2 separate regions of the Gossypium hirsutum genome follow, and region 2 is linked to region 1. A link is a contact called in public Hi-C data. All regions are on one chromosome and are shown on one strand. The core of a region is the stretch at or near the end of the contact, and the rest is flanking DNA. Distances in the headings are between cores, read along the strand shown.

Region 1 (4,478 bases), core at 645-3,144:
TACTTGTCTTTATCTTAATGAAATTTTAATATGAAATCAATTTTTGAGGTTTCATTTTTATTCAATTCTCTTTGCATTCGTTTTCTTAGCTTCTTTTCTCCTTTGTTTGCTGAAAAACACCAACAGAATTACATACATAGCCTTTAAATTCAAGTTGGTCCTCTCTACTAATTGTTTATTAGTTTTAGGTAATTGGATGGTTAACTATTTTTTTTATTGGCTATTGTTTTGCCTAATGCTTCTTCGGAGTTTGTCAAATTTATTGTTATCCCACATTGGTTATATTCAAGATGTGTTTCTTCACTAATTGTTAATTGATTGGGTAAACTACATTACTAATCATTAAAGTAAGGGTAAATTTTAGTTTTGTCACTTAACTAGAAAAATTATAATTTGGTCACTAAATAATTTAAAGTTTTCATTTAAGTCACTGAATCATTCAAAAGTTTTTTTATTTCAGAAAAAGTTTTGCCAAAGAGTTTCAAGCGACGATTTGACAATCGGTACAGTGGATCAGTACCAATCATGAGTAGAAGAGCACACCTTGGATCCAAGTCGATTTAACAATCAGTGTCGGAGATGGGAGAAAAAGGCTATTTGAATTTTGGTTTACTAATTCGTGATATCCAAAAATATTTCATGAAAAACAAATTAAATTGTAGAAGAGAAGTGGAAAGATAACTTTTGATTGGCACAGGCATGACGAACAAAGAAAGCTATATAACATCAATTTTAACAACTTAGCGACTTAAATGAAAACTTTTAAATAATTTAATGACCAAATTGTAATTTTTTTTATTTTAGTGACTAATTGTGTAATTTAAAGGTAGTTGGCTTTTTATTTATCCAAACATGTTTGAAAAACTATGAATCTGGATTTCATATATAAATTATCACACTGATCTCGATTTATGTCTTACTTATTTTAGACTTTAATCGCAGCAGCAAGTGACAGCACATCCGTAACAATGACATGGATTTTAGCCAACTTGATGAACAACAAACATGCCTTGAAGCGTGACAACAAGAACTAGACCTCGAAATCGGTCGAGATAGATGGGTGCAAGATTCTGATATCGAGAAATTGGTATATCTCAAGGCCATCATTAAGGAAACATTTCGTCTATATCCAGCAGCCCCTAGATCAGTTCCTCACGAGGCAATGGAAGACTGTCGTGCTAGTGGCTACCACATCCCTAAGGGCACTCGTTTATTTGTTAACTTATGGAAGTTGCATCGAGACCCACGAGTGTGGTCGATCCCTGAGGAATTTCAGCCTTAAAGATTTCTTAGAAGTCATGAAAAAGTGGACATTTTGGGACAAATTTTCGAGCTTCCATTCTGTTCCGGTGGACGGTCTTGCCCCGGGATGACTCTGGCATTGCAACTGACACACTTAACGATTGCTCGCCTGCTTCAAGGATTTGACTTAACTACACCTTTCAATGCCCCAGTAGATATCAGCGAAGGAACAGGTGCTGTCATGCCCAAGACAACTCTTCAACTTGTCCTTACTCCTCGCCTTCCTCGTCATCTTTATCGACTCGAAATGTAGCAGTGGTAATTCAATGATTAATGTAAATTTTGAATAAAGATGGCCACTGTTTGTCTGTTGACTTACTAATCTCTTTATTTTTAGCAGCTATGGTTTGAAAAATAAGCACATTTGGTTTAAAAATTAGATTGCTATAGTTGAGTGCAGCCTTTGATGACCAAATCTATTTACATCTAATGAATAAAGTGTGTGCATTGAGTTTGGCAGCAAAGTTTGCCTACTTTTTGCTCTCTTATTCTTCTTTTTTTTTTTCTTTTTTTTTTCATTTTTGTGTGATTGAGATAAAATACTGCCATTTCGATCAACCAATGAAATTGTCATAAGGCCCAAGCAGATATGACTTGCAAGCATTGCTCCACCCCTACTAAAACCAAGCAATAAATCACCCTTAATCAGTTAATCTATTCTTACCACCCTCATCCCTGTCTCTCACTTTAGACCTCAAGTAATGGAATTCTCATATTCTGTAGCGGCAATTGCAGGGATTTTAGGATTGGTACTATTCTACAAACTATGGAGGCCAGGGACTCCAGGCGACCAAAGTAAGCACCTAGTGTTAGCCCCAGAACCTTCAGGAGCCTTGCCACTCATAGGGCACATGCTGCTCCTTCGCGGTCAACGAACCCTTGCTCATACCTGGGCAGTCATGGCTGATAAATATGGCCTTATCTTCACTTTCCGGCTTGGAATGTTCCCTGCCCTTATAATTAGCAATCATGAAGCAGTCAAGGAGTGCTTCACTACCAACGACAGGGTATTAGCTAATCGTCCACGATCAAATGCGGGAATATACCTCGGCTACGATCATGCAGGCTTTGGCTTCGCTCCTTATGGAGAGTATTGGCGCCAGGTACGAAAATTAGCCATGGTTGAACTTCTCTCTACCCGTAGGCTTGAGACATTAAAGCACGTCCATATCTCCGAGGTGAACGCATTTATCAAAGATTTGTACTTGTTTTGCATGTTAAACCAACAAAATCCCAACCCAAAGTTGGTCATTAGTCAAAAACTTGAAGCCCTGACCTTGAATACGATCATGAGATTGATGGCAGGCAAGAGATATTTCTGGGACACCACCGATGGGGAAGATGATGAGGAAGCAGCACATGTGGCAAAAGTTATCAAAGATTTCATGTATGTTTCTGGACTTATATCTCCATCGGAAGTAGTACCGTTTCTAGGATGGATGGATTCCATGTTCATGGGACAAGTGAAATCCATGAAGCGTGTTGCAAGAGAAATAGATTCCATTGTTGGAGAATGGGTGGAGGAGCATAAACTAAAGAGGCTGAAGAGTGAAGCAAAACCAGAAAACACTCCGGATTTCATCGACATAATGCTATCTGCAATTGAGGAGGATTCCATGTTTGGCTACTCTCGAGAAACAATTATCAAGGCTAATGTAATGGTAATATTCTTTATTTCTACTCTTTGGACTCAAAACCAGACCCTTCTTCGCCATACTACCTTCATTTTCCTTAACTTTCCCAGTTTGACTTGGTCTTTCGAGTGGATTTCAGCATAGGATTTGCACCATACAATTGTAAACAAGAAAATGACATTTCAGCTAACCCTTATTACTGTCAAGATTAAGCAGTTGAAAATTGGATGTTATTTACAAAGTTCAAAGGATGTACATTATGGCATTAGCTAGACATTTTTAAGATATCCCTTTGATGTAGTATTTACATTCAACCAGCTAAGTTGTCGAAATTTTTATTTTCTGGTGTAGAATTTATTCTTAGCAGGCTCAGACACAACATCCATTACATTGACATGGATATTGTCAAACTTGATGAACAACAGACATGCCTTAAAGTGTGCTCAAGAGGAGCTAGACCTCAAAGTTGGCAGGGACAAATGGGTTCAAGACTCTGACATTGAGAAACTAGTCTATCTCCAGGCTGTTGTCAAGGAAACATTGCGGCTATACCCACCAGGACCGATATCAGTTCCCCATGAGGCAAGTGAAGATTGTAGCATCGGTGGCTACCACGTTGGGAAGGGCACTCGTGTGATTGTGAACCTGTGGAAATTGCATCGGGACCCTCAGGTTTGGTCAAATCCTGATGTGTTTGAACCAGAAAGGTTTCTTACAAGCCATGCAGATGTGGATGTTCTGGGACAACATTTTGAGCTGATCCCATTTGGGTCTGGGCGACGATCTTGTCCAGGGATCACATTGGCATTGCAAATGACACACTTGACCATTGCCAGCATACTACAGGGGTTCGAGTTATCCACACCTTTTGGTGAGACAGTGGATATGAGTGAAGGGTTAGGCATTACCATGCCCAAGGCTACCCCACTTGAAGTTATCCTCAGTCCACGCCTTCCTTCTGCAATGTATCTGCACAGCACTTAATCTTATAGATGACTGATAACTATGTAGGTTAGATAGCTCTCCTACTTATTTAGAGCCTCTTTTAGGCTCTAATAATGGAACTTCTTTATCATGTTTATAGCAGTTAGAATTGTATGAAAGTTAAATTTCCAGTTTTGAATGGGTATCTCTAGGCCTGTTCCCCCGCGTTGAATGATATACTGAACCAACAGTTGGAAAGGAATAATGAAACAATATATACTGCATTTTAGACGACTAACAACTTGGAACATTATGATTACAGAATAATTTAACAGTTGAATATCAGCTTAATAATTTTAATTGCAACACCTGTATGAACAAACTAAAAGCAAGCATTCTAAAATTAATATAACTATGCTATGCCACGCTACACTGGAGTACAGTAGAGGCTAATTTCCTTCCACGCAGAATAACAATAGTTTGCTTAAGGTGAGATTGAACTTCTTGTTAAACAAGCTCTTTTGTAGCTGGTGATCCTTTTTTTTTTTATTTAGACACCGAAATTGCAGGCTTGGACGAACTCCAAATCAAAGTCAACATACTTACTCCAAAGAGGCT
Region 2 (4,478 bases), core at 1,413-3,912, 890 kb before region 1:
TTAATATATACTATACCTCTTGAATTTGTCTGCTTGAGCTTAGTTGGTGTCTAAATTTTTCTTTAGACCTCTAATTAGTACTTAAAGTTGGGTTTCATCACACGCTTTGATACCTTTGTAGTAACGTCGTTAAAAATTGATGATGTTGAACTAACAAGCAACCATACCATGACACATGACAACATCTAATTAAGACACGTAGCAAATATAAAAAAAAAGTAAAAATCTTTAAAAGTATATAAATTCATAAAAAAATATAATATTTTCACATCCAAACTTGAATAACCATTTATCTAGGTTCATCTAAATCTAGAAAACATTTTGTTTAAATTCATTTCAAATGTGCTTTTTAGTAATTTTATATATTTTAAAATTTTAATAAAATATTAGGTTTTGTATTATTATTATTATTTTCAAATTAAAGAGATATAAAAATTTAAAATTTAAAAATTAATAAAATTTTTTTTTTATAAATGTACGAAGAATCAACCAAGAGAAATGATTGTCCAGATTCAAATGTATTTATACGCCTTTTTGTTCAGAGTCATTCTCGACTTACAATTTTTTAGTAATTTTATATATTTTATGTTTTTTTATAAATTTATAAATTTTAGTATTTTTATAAAACTTTAATTTATATTTTTAATAAAAATTTAAAAATATTATTAACCTTTTTTATATATTTTTATAAATTATAAATTATATATTTTATATATTCTTCAAAATAATAATATAAAAACTTGATATTTTATAAAACATAAATATATATTACTAAAAAAGCATGCCTAGCCTAGAATAAATTTAGACAAATATTGTCCATGTTCATTGTAGGGCAAATAACCAAAAAAGGCCGTTTTTTTTCAAAATTTACCGAAATGGACCGATTTTTTAATTATTTACCGAAATGGGCCATTTTCCGCGAAATCGCATCCACGTCAGCGTGATTTGCTGACATGGAATGAAATCGCGCCCTCTAGGACGCGATTTGCTGACGTGGCATGAACAGTGTGTTTTTAGCTTGGAAAACTTTGAAAGGCCATAACTTTTGGCTCGGTTGTCCGATTGAGACAAAATTTTTTTTGATTTCGAATAACTTTTCGAGATCTACGCGTTGGAAAACTGCCGAAGGCGGTTTGCTTAAGTTTTCGTTGAAAAAGATCCTTTTTTGCCCCTAAATTTTGATTTTTTCGGTTTAAAATTGAATTTTGAAACATTCAAATCGTTATTTTCCTCATTTATTTGAAGTAAACACCGGATATTTTTTTACAAAATTGTCTTATATCATCCTGTTATAGGTATAAGTCAGCTCATTCCACTTTTGAGAAGTTCCCTAAAATTTTTCATTTTATTCAATTTAGTCCCTAAAACCTAAATAGTCATATTTTCAAATCTAAGCTTCGTTTTTCAATTAAAATTAAATTTCATCCTTCCATAACATTCAAATATTCTTAAATAAAAAAATTTCGTGCTAATTTTGAAATAATTACACTTTAGTCCCTATACTCGTAACTAACAAATTATACTTTACAAATTAGTCCCTATTCATCTCTAAGAAATTTTCCAGCGCGTAGATCTCAAAAAGTTATTCGAAATCAAAAAAAATTTTGTCTCAATCGGACAACTGAGCCAAAAGTTATGGCCTTTCAAAGTTTTCCAAGCTAAAAACACACTGTTCATGCCACGTCAGCAAATCGCGTCCTAGAGGGCGCGATTTCCTTCCACGTCAACAAATCACGCTGACGTGGACCCGATTTCCTGCGCGTACCCTGACATCGCGCTGACGTGGACGCAATTTCGCGGAAAATGGCCCATTTCGGTAAATAATTAAAAAACCGGCCCATTTCGGTAAATTTTGAAAAAAAATGGCCTTTTTTGGTTATTTGCCCTTCATTGTACTCTGAACAACTATTTGTCCATATTATTTCTTGATGTAAAACAAAGTTTTATACTTTATTTCTAAAATATTTGTATATTTTCCAATTTTATTAAAATTTACATATTTTTTAATTTGAAAATAATAATATGAAAACATGATATTTTAAGTAAATAAATAAAATTGTTAAAAAAACACATCTAGAATGAATCTCAACATATTGTTGTCTAGGTTCATGAGAAAATTTTTAATACTTTTTATTAATTCATTTTTTATATTTTTATTTCAAAATAATAATATAAAAGTGAAATTTTATAAAAGAAAGTAAAATATATCAAACTAATAATAAATATATAATAAATATGGACAAATAATTGTTAAATTTAGATGAATCTAAACAATAATAATGTATACTTTTTATTATTAATTTATATATTTTTAAATTTTTTATTATTTTTATTTATGTTCATCATGTATCATAATGTGAGGCTAACATCAATTACGTGTGATTGTTGTCAATGCCACATTATCATTTTCTAATGACGTTAAGGCAGAGATATTAAAATGTAATCGATTCTAAATTTAAATATTTAATTAGATAAAAAAAATTAAATACCAACTAAATATTAATAAATAAATTGAAAAGGAAAGTACATATTAACTATGTATAATAACATTAGTGCGATTTAAAATAATACTGATTCATATATAATTGGATTTGAAAGACAATCACAAGAATATAAAATAAAAAATATATAGTACTGAATTAACTGATAGGGTATTAATTAAAAATTCAAATGAAAGTTGCTTTTCATATATAAAAGAATTAATATTAAGGCTCGGTTATCCATTTAAACTCGAATATCAAAAGGCACAATCTGATATGATGCAAACACAGCAATTTATTGGAATATTCGACTTAAAATTCCCCCGTAAATATAATTTATTCACTTTCTTACCAGAAAAAAAAAAATCAAGCTGGGTTTCCCTTTTTTATGTCCCTCACATATCCCTATGTTCTTTCCCGTCTCTCCTATTTAAATCAAAACTAGTCAACACCAATACCCCTTAAAACACAAACCCGAGTTTGTCGTATAGAAATTCTTTAATGGCTCGTTCTGATAAAAGAGTTAAACGAGTTACTGACCCGCTCGACGACCGAGTCAAGGCTCGTCTCGTCGGCGTCAGTTACGACAGTAGCGGAAGCGAACATTCTGCCGCCGTTGTCGTTGAAGATGATGATTCGCCTTGCCTCTCGGAGCTTGTTCACAGTTTTCTGGAAGACGACCACGATGCAGCTGAACAAACGAGTTACAACTCTGACTCAGATCGAGTCGACTCAAACCTTGACTTTACCGATTCGCTTGAGATCATCATCAAGTCAACCTCTCTTAACAACACGGATTCTTACAGGAATCTGCTTATGGCTCACGTTCTGAGAGCAATGGAGATGCTTTCTTTTTTCAAAACAGATAAAGCAATTTTCAGGCGTAAAGTAATGGCTTATCTTCGCGAGGTAGGCCACAATGCGGCGATATGCAAGACCAAATGGAGCTCCTCTGGAGGCCTAATTGCCGGAAACTACGAGTTCATAGACGTGGTGCAATCCGCAGCACGCACGGGCCAAAACCGGTACCTCATTGATCTCGATTTCGCTTCCGAGTTCGAGATCGCCAGGCCGACGACCGAGTACTCGAGGCTGTTACAACATTTGCCTAGGGTTTTCGTGGGAAGAAACGAGGAATTGAAAATGATCGTCAAGGTCATGAGCGATTCGGTAAAAAGATCGTTGAAGAGCAAAGAACTAACCCTCCCTCCATGGAGGAAAAACCGTTACATGCAAAACAAATGGTTCGGTTCGTACCGTCGAACGACGAACCAAATCCCGGCGAGCTCCAGCTCATTGACCCCCTCGGCGGTACATCCCGTCAACATCGTGCAGTGCCGTCACGTTGGGTTCGACGTAACAGTGAACGGCCGTTTGTTTGTCCGTACGAGATAATAATTTTGATTTTGACAGACGACGATAAACGAAAACAGGAATAGATAATAATGCGAGGAATATTTGTAATCTTTAGTTATAATCAACATTATTTTCTTATTTTACCCTCAATTAACCTTTTTCTTTTTTTAATTATTTGGTGTGTATCGTGAGACGAAAAATTAATAAATATTTCGTGTAACGCGGCTAATACACATTGCGTACAAGGCGACCACATAGTTTGGTCATTAATCACGTGTTTACCACGGAATCTGAAAATTCAGTAAAAATATACAAAAATCCTGACCGTCGAAAATCTCAATAAAGATTGGCCTCCCCTGGTGAAAGGAACACGTGTTGGAAAACCATTTGGAGTACAACTCAGAAGATGGAATGAGGATGGCGTGGCAATAAGTTTGGATGTGACGCTGCGGAGGGTGTTGTCTTCTAGTTAAATTATATAATACTATATTTTTAAAAAGTAAATAAATCAATCTGATATTATTTTTTAAAAATAAAGAGAGAGGTTTTGAACTGCATTATGGAGAAGTGGGGGCAAAGGGGTAATAATGAGGGGACAGGAGTGAAAAGGAAAGATAGTGAAATGGATAAGGTATTATGTTA

The links. A called contact is a pair of places that touch in the nucleus more often than the background predicts.
Region 2: a contact with region 1 is called in a Hi-C map of leaf, with 3 times the contacts expected there. The contact joins the promoter of LOC107933949 here to the promoter of LOC107954674 in region 1. A contact is called at or near these places in 3 of 34 Hi-C or Micro-C datasets (hypocotyl and leaf).

The regions. Positions count from the first base shown.
Region 1 is chrD07:31,444,397-31,448,874 of Gossypium_hirsutum_v2.1, reverse strand. It overlaps LOC107954674 (cytochrome P450 CYP82D47), which reads left to right and starts at 1,894. Exons shown (of 2, transcript XM_016890301.2): 1 at 1,894-2,963; 2 at 3,288-4,092. The coding sequence starts at 2,004. The coding sequence ends at 3,920. LOC107954673 (galacturonosyltransferase 8) reads right to left here. Exons shown (of 3, transcript XM_016890300.2): 3 at 4,145-4,478. The coding sequence ends at 4,411.
Region 2 is chrD07:32,339,380-32,343,857 of Gossypium_hirsutum_v2.1, reverse strand. LOC107933949 reads left to right here and starts at 2,662. Exons shown (of 1, transcript XM_016866270.2): 1 at 2,662-3,974. The coding sequence starts at 2,982. The coding sequence ends at 3,875.